Linked DNA regions of Sus scrofa: region 1 is linked to region 2. A link is a contact called in public promoter capture Hi-C data. All regions are on one chromosome and are shown on one strand. The core of a region is the stretch at or near the end of the contact, and the rest is flanking DNA. Distances in the headings are between cores, read along the strand shown.

The links. Promoter capture Hi-C pulls out the DNA fragments that hold promoters and counts their contacts.
Region 1: a promoter capture Hi-C map of skeletal muscle shows a contact between it and region 2, with 4 times the contacts expected there. The contact joins the enhancer-like site here to the promoter of TNK2 in region 2. A contact is called at or near these places in 2 of 5 promoter capture datasets (liver and skeletal muscle), 20 of 47 Hi-C or Micro-C datasets (alveolar macrophages, blood, brain and 11 more) and 2 of 2 datasets of contacts at active chromatin or transcription factors (alveolar macrophages and skeletal muscle).

Annotation. Positions count from the first base shown.
Region 1 is chr13:134,118,349-134,121,716 of Sscrofa11.1, reverse strand. It overlaps TNK2 (activated CDC42 kinase 1), which reads right to left. Exons shown (of 13, transcript XM_021070192.1): 11 at 1,882-1,973; 12 at 1-514. Among named protein-coding and RNA genes, the nearest start is that of TNK2, 38 kb to the right of the region's middle. Within about 2 kb of position 1,571, at least 23 of the 83 cell types and tissues checked have an H3K27ac peak or open chromatin away from gene starts, as enhancers often do. A contact at or near this core is called in omental adipose tissue, retroperitoneal adipose tissue and skeletal muscle, where this site is marked.
Region 2 is chr13:134,080,437-134,083,847 of Sscrofa11.1, reverse strand. TNK2 (activated CDC42 kinase 1) reads right to left here and starts at 1,582. Exons shown (of 13, transcript XM_021070192.1): 1 at 1,107-1,582. It also overlaps the pseudogene LOC106505774.

The DNA of each region.
Region 1 (3,368 bases), core at 322-2,821, 38 kb before region 2:
AGATTGTCCTCCAGGGGAGGGAGGAGCTGTGCCGGCTCAGGCACGAAGGCATAATTGGTCTCACCCTGGCTGGACCCAGCAGAGACCTCTGCACCCACCAGGGTGCTGTTGATGGAGCAGACCTCAAAGTCATCCTCATCTTGGGCCACGTCATCATAGGCGGGAGGTGGGGGCAGCGGGCGTGCATCCCAGTCCACCACAGGCGTGGGATGCAGGGGCCGGGGCAGTGCCCGCGTGGGGCTCTGCGGCGGGGTCTTATCCAGCAAGGAACAGGCGTCCATGGCCAGCTGCGCCAGTGAGGGTGCACAGGGGCGAGGGGCCGGGGCTACAGGCTCCTCGCTGAAGTCAATGAGCGTGATCTCACCGCTGCCACGGCCTGCCTTGGTACCCGGCACCCGGGCTGAGGGCTTCGCTAGCCACAGCCCACGGGGCAGCCCTGGCTTCCGCAGGCTCAGCCTCTTCAAGTCACTTGACAGGGGGTCTTGGTCTTCACTCACAGGGTCGTAGGTTGGTTCTGCGATGGAAGGGAGGCCCCAACAGGGAGGCAGGGTTAGGTGGGGGGATAGGAAAAGGTGGGGTGTGGGGAAGGCATCCAGGTATCCCCCACCAGCTCCCCACTCCCAGTTCCCCTGGAGGTCAGCCCTCAGCTGCCAGTGTTCTCTATGCTCACAGACCCTTCTCAAACAGGAGGGCAGAACCTACTCTGGATACTGGCAGCCCTCTAGGGGGTCTGGTGAGCTCCTGCCTCCATCTCCGCTAGAGCAGGGAACACCGCACACCTGCCAGCCTCTGACACCCCCTGTCAGCACAAGACCCCAAACACCCCTGCTCCTGAGCCCTAGTTAGTAATCCCTACCCGATTACGGCACACCGTTAGTGCAGGCAGGGGACCGTGGGCAGTCTCCCACCATCAAGAGCAACGGGAGCTATATCCTTAAGAGAGGACGGAGCTCCTGATCAACTGGCACGAGAGCCCACACAGCCTCTGCAGGTCCCACAGGAAGTGAGGCAGGGCCAGGCAACAGTGGACAGAGGCGAAGTGGGCGCCAGGATCATACACTTGTTCCAGAAGCCCAGACGTTTGGGGGTGGGGGGAGAGGCAGGCATGCCGGGCCAGGTCAGCAGCAAAAGCTCACAGCACACACCCGCTTCCCCTCCCAGCCAGCCGGCTGGCCAGGGCTCTGTACCTTCCAGGAGGAGAGGAATGAGAAGTGAGAGGGGGCGGGACGGGGGCCAAGGCACCGAGAGCAGCCCCACTTACTCTGAGTGAAGATGGCAGGCTGAGGAGGGCGAGGTGGAGGCTCCCCTGTAAGAAAGGCCATGCGGAGAGTAGAGGGGGAGAGCAGGAGAGACAGGACAAGGGAAGGGAGACAGCCAGACGAGAGGGCAGAGTGTGGAGAGAGAGGGAGAGAGAGAGAGAGATGTGAATAGGGGCGAGTGCAGTACAAACTCGGCAGCAATGGGAAGCAGTGGGGCGGCAGGATGGGAAAACTGTGTTCCGGAGCGACAGGCCTGGGATCCGGGAGATGGATGAGGCTCTGGGCCAAGATGGAGCCCGTGGGGTGGTTTTGGCTCAGGAGAGGCGAGCAGAATTAGGGGGAGTGAGGAGAGCCAGGATCTGAGCAGGGCGGGGAGGGGAGGGAGGAGGGAAGCCGAGCGGGCAGGCCAGCGCAGGAGTGCCCAGGGTGCCCACTTCGGCGGATACAGCTGCCTCTCCTTGTCCGCCCCACCCCCAGCCTGAGCAAGGGACACAGCTGTCCCCCTGCTGCCCCGACCCAACCGTCCCAGAGCAGGAACAGTCGGCTCAGGGTTGCCTGAGGAGACAGCACCCCTTCCTAGCAGCTGATGGACTAGGGGACCCAGGGGTGTGGAGACCCTTACTTTTCACCCTGCCCAGGTGCTGGGGGGGTCTGGAGGCGCTTAGTTCCACGCTCAGCAGGTCGGGAGGGTCCATGGGGTTTCCCAGATAGAGTCTGTGAGGAGAGAACTGAGTCAGAGGTGGGGAAGAGTGTGGTGTTGGCAGTGACACCCTGGAGAAGGTGCTGGGCCTGTTCCTGTAGGGTCAGGCAGAAGACAGAACCATTTCATCCAAGCCCTTTGCAAGCATGGTTCTGCGGCACAGGACTTCCCCCTCCCAGGAGCTCCCTTCTGTAGATCTAGCTGTGACTGGGAGGGGTACCATGTGGAGGGAGAGGGGGCAGAGAAAGAACGAACTGATCGCAGGTTGAAAAGCCTGGGACTGTAGGGGCTCCAAGAATACCCTACAAGGGCAGAGCTGGCCCTCTACAACTCCCACGGCACCCCAACCCACGCCTGGCAGCCACCACCTGCTGGCACACTCTCTTGTCTCCCACCAGGCCTGTGGCATCTGGGCCACACTGCCCCAGTCAGGATCGTAGGAGGCATCCTTCTGTCCCACTGCCAGGAGGGGAGTAGGGGCTGGGCCACTGCCTCACTCCCAATTCACCTGCAACCCTTGTGCTGACTGTTAGGATCTATAGGACTTAGTCACTGGGGCTGATTGAAGCTGGGAGGAATGGGGCTGGGCTGGCCACCGCACGCCAGGAGAGGGCAGAGGGCACCGGCCTCCTGGAAGGGCGTCTGTGCTCGCTGCCCTCACCTGGCTCTTAGGAGGCAGCCATGGGCACCCTCCCAGGGCTTAGTGCTCTGGTGTGCGGGGGCAGGGATGCAGGGCCTGCTGCACCAAGTCCCTCAGGGCAGAAGTGTGTCAGAAGTTAGAGGAGAAAACGCTGCTGCCGAGAGCCCTGTGGGGCTGGCAGAAGCTTGGAGGCCCTGAGGGAGGAGCTCTGGGTGGCTCCCTGGGGCGGGACACCCAGGAAGTGACTAATTCTCCTGTGTGCTATCCCTAGATACCCCAAAGATGTCATCCTTTCACTTAAAGGAGACTGAACCCCCCCACCCCATGTCCAGACTGAGCAGACAGGCAGGGTGCAGAGCTGCTGCCTAAATCCCCTCTGAAGTTTCCCCACAGGGAGCTTTTTCTGGGCCTTGTGCCCCTGGGCCTGAGCCAGCAGCTCTGGGACTCTGGTACTACCAGCCGGAAAAGGGAAGCTGCCTAAATGCTGGGAGTCATGAGAAACTTTCCTACCTAACTACTTCCAAAGCCTGTTTCCTAGTCCATTTTCCTAAGACCAGTGTGCTAGGGGGCCTTTCCACCCAAAGAAAGAGTGGGCCCATCCTTTGAAGCTCCAACCCCAGTTCTGCCTACAAGGAAAAGCTGCTGGATGAGAGACCCTTGGCCCAGAGTTAGGACAAGGACCTTGGAAGCCTGTTTCCTAGTCCATTTTCCTAAGACCAGTGTGCTAGGGGGCCTTTCCACCAAAAGAAAGAGTGGGCCCACCCTTTGA
Region 2 (3,411 bases), core at 333-2,832:
GCCCGAGAGAAAAGGACCAGCTCCACCCAGTCCAGCTGGGACAGGGGTCTGGGTCCATCTGACTCAGAGCCACTCCTTGGGCTGGGGGAGAGATGGGTCTCAGCTAAGGCCCTGAGACAGAGAGCAACTCTGCACCCACTCCTCCCGCAGGGCTAGAGAAGCAAGAACCCAGACAGGGCCAGGTAAGAGGTGAACAGCCCTAGGAAGATGAGGCCCACAAGTGGCCGACCAAGCCCATATGGGGCAGGAGCGAACAGGCTTGGCATCCAGGCCATGAGGGTCAAGAGGAAGCCAAATTTAGCCCCCACTCCTGTAAGCCCCACCTCTAAGCTGGGCTGGGAGCTGGCCCTGGCTGGTAAGGAACCCATAATGCCACAGCTGTCCATGTGGCCACCTCTACGGGGGTGGGCTGGGTCTGAGCCACAGAGGATGCCCAGAGTTGAGCACTGCAGATACCCTTTCCTCTCCCACACTTTCAGGTTGTGGTCCTCACCACCAGCAGCTCTTCGCCCTTTGGCCCACTATTCATCCTTGGCTCTGGGCCCTCAGTATTAATCAAATGTGACAAGAGGTGTGGCGGGAGCAGGTCAGGCTCGTGCCCAAGTCACTGGCTGCCACACTCATATCTCAGCTCACGTGGCCGACAGGGTTACAAGATAAGGTCCTCATAATGCAATGCTGCCCCTTCCCTTTTTTGGAACGTGTTTTGAGGACCTGAGGCAGCCTGTGCTGATTGCACCACCCCAGCTATGGCATGGAGGCACCCCTACCTCCACTGGTAGACTGGTGAAGGGGTGACTACCTCCTCTACAGCCTCAGCCTGGGGCTACTCCTCTCTTCCTCTGCCCAGGCCTGGCAGCCACCCAGACAGTCTCGCCACCAGTCTAGACTCTAAGGAAATGTCCCATCACTCCAGTTGGCATATACAGTACTGGGGGGAGGGGTCCTGCCTTGCTGTTGAAAACTGCACTGCTTCCTTCCTTGCCAGGTTTAAACACCGAGAAATAAAAAAAGGCAGTTTGGAGACCACGTTCTCCTGAGATAACTGCAGCCCCCTCCTTCCAAACACAATAATTCCAGCTGAGAAGAGAACTGGGCTTCCTTACCTGCTGCCTTCCACTGGCTCTCTTCAGACACAGCTTCTATGATGACCCGGCTGAGGCAGAAAAGGACCCAGCAGGACACTGCCTGCTATCCGACAGTGGCTTCCAAAGCTCCGAGGTTCTGCTGCCCACTCCCCAAACCCCTACATTCTTCGCTCACTTCGGCCCTGCCCGACCCTGGTGCTGAGCAGCCAGCCTCTGGGTTACCACCTCTCCTCCTCCTGCGCCTCCGGATTCTGTGTCCCTCAGGGGGCTCTTCTCCCTCCTGAGACCCCTTTCCGTCCAAGTATGTTTCCTGGACAGCCCGCACCACCTGCCCCTCCTGCACCCCAGGCAGCCAATTTGCTTCCTGCACCCCGAGGCGTCCCTCTCCCTCAGGCCCCCGGGGCCCCACTGGCCGGGCCCTCCCCACCACCTCCAGTCTCCTGCGTCGTGCCGGGGCTGCTCCGAGGACCACTGCCTCCCGTCTGAGATGCCCGCAGCTCTCCCAGTTCTGCTCCCCCAGCTCTCCGGAACTTTCAAGCTCCTCTCTGCGCTCCCAGGAGCGGTCCCCGAACTCGGACAGCTGCTCGGGCTGCTGCAGCAGCCTGCGTGGGCTCCCCTCCCCCCGTTCCTGCACCCCGGTGCGGGCCTCCCCCCGCTCCTGCACTGCGGGGCTGCCTCCCCCCTTCTCCTGGTGTTGCTTGCGGGGCCCCAGCCCCTCCTCCTGCACCACAGGCCAGCTCGCGGAGCCCGTCCACCGCGGAGGGTTCCTCCAGTCCGCGCCGTCCGGCGGCCCCCACACCACCCCAGGCTGGGCTCGTGGCCCCGGCCGCCCCGCTCCTGCACCCCCGGGCCCACCCCGCCCTCCTCCTGCACGACCGGACCCACGCCCCCCTGCTCCTCCACGCCGAGCTTCAGCCCGCGAAGCTGCTGCGGGCCCCAGCTAAGAACCCCGACCCGCTGCGGCTGTTGCTCCGGCAGCGCCGGGCTAAGCCCGCCGCGCTCCTCCTGCGCGCCCCGCCTGGGACCCCCCGCTGGCACTGCCCAGCGCACTCGCCTGCCCCCCAGAGGCCGCGCGGTCCCGCCCCTCCAGATGGTGCTGCCCTCCGCGCCCGCTTACAACGGCCCCCACCCGCCTCCTTCCGCCCCGTCCCCCGGGGAGGGGGCTGCGGGGCCGCGTTCTCTCCCGCTCAGCTCCCACGTCCCGGTCCCGGCCCCCAGCCCTAGCTTTTGGGCGTCAACGTCCGCCCGCCGGGCGCAGCGCCCTGCGCCGGCCCCCGCAGGTGCTGCGGCCCCGCGCGCCGGCCCGAGAGCCAGGAGCGCCCGCCCTCCTGCCGGAGTTCCTGGAGCCCGCCTGCGCCTGCGCCGCCCCAGGGGGGCGGAGCCCCGAAGGGTTGGCCCTCCCCCTTAAGGGGCCCTGTCCAGTTTACGCCTCCCTCTCCCCGGTCCCTAGTCCGCTCCCGCTCCCGCTTCATCCCTCCAGAGGTCCTGCTTGAACCTTCCTGTGGAGCAGAGGGAGAAGAGGTGAAGGGAGGAGTTCGCATTGAGAGATGTAGTCAACCAGGCCTATCGGAGGAGCACTGAAATAGGAGTCTCGAATTCTAAGTAGTTCAGCTACTGCTGAGTTGCCATTTGACAGTATAAAAAATTACTTCCCTCTGGCATCAGTTGCCTTGTTTTCCAAAATGAGAAGGCTGGATTGAAGAGTTTCCAGGGTCCCAATCCAGTGAGTGTTTTACTGCAGAGAACTCTAGTCCTAATCTCTCAGCAGCAGCCCAGAGGCTTATGAACCTGGGCTGGCCCTACTCTTTCCCTGGGGCCCAGGGAGAGGCCTATAACAGGCTTAGGCCTGGGGCACTTCCTGTTGGGTATACAGGTAGAAAGAGTCCCAGGCAAAGGGGGACTTCCTCCCTCCTCACTGTGTCCTCTTGGGCCTATGCCCTGAAAGGAGGAGAAAATTCAGAGCTCCTCTCTGGGAGAGTGAGAGTGCAGCCTGCAGGCTCAGATCCTAGCACAGCTGGAGGTGGTGAAGCTTCGAACCCAAAGGCTTAGGGCAACTTGGCCCTGTTATTATTTGTACCTTATCTATAAAATGGGTATAATAAACACCTCCAGAAAGGACTGTCCCATATATCAAATATCAGACAGCTGTGTGAGGGTGACACATTCTGCACTCCTGTTTTCCAGCATTTGGTCCAAGCGCCCTGACCTGACCACAGTAGAGCACTTAAAAGGGGGTGGGTTCCAGACAGCCGGGGGAGGGGGTAGGGGGGCTGGACTGGGTGGATTTGGACCATGGCATCTTGCCCTATGAGGTAGGCAAGGC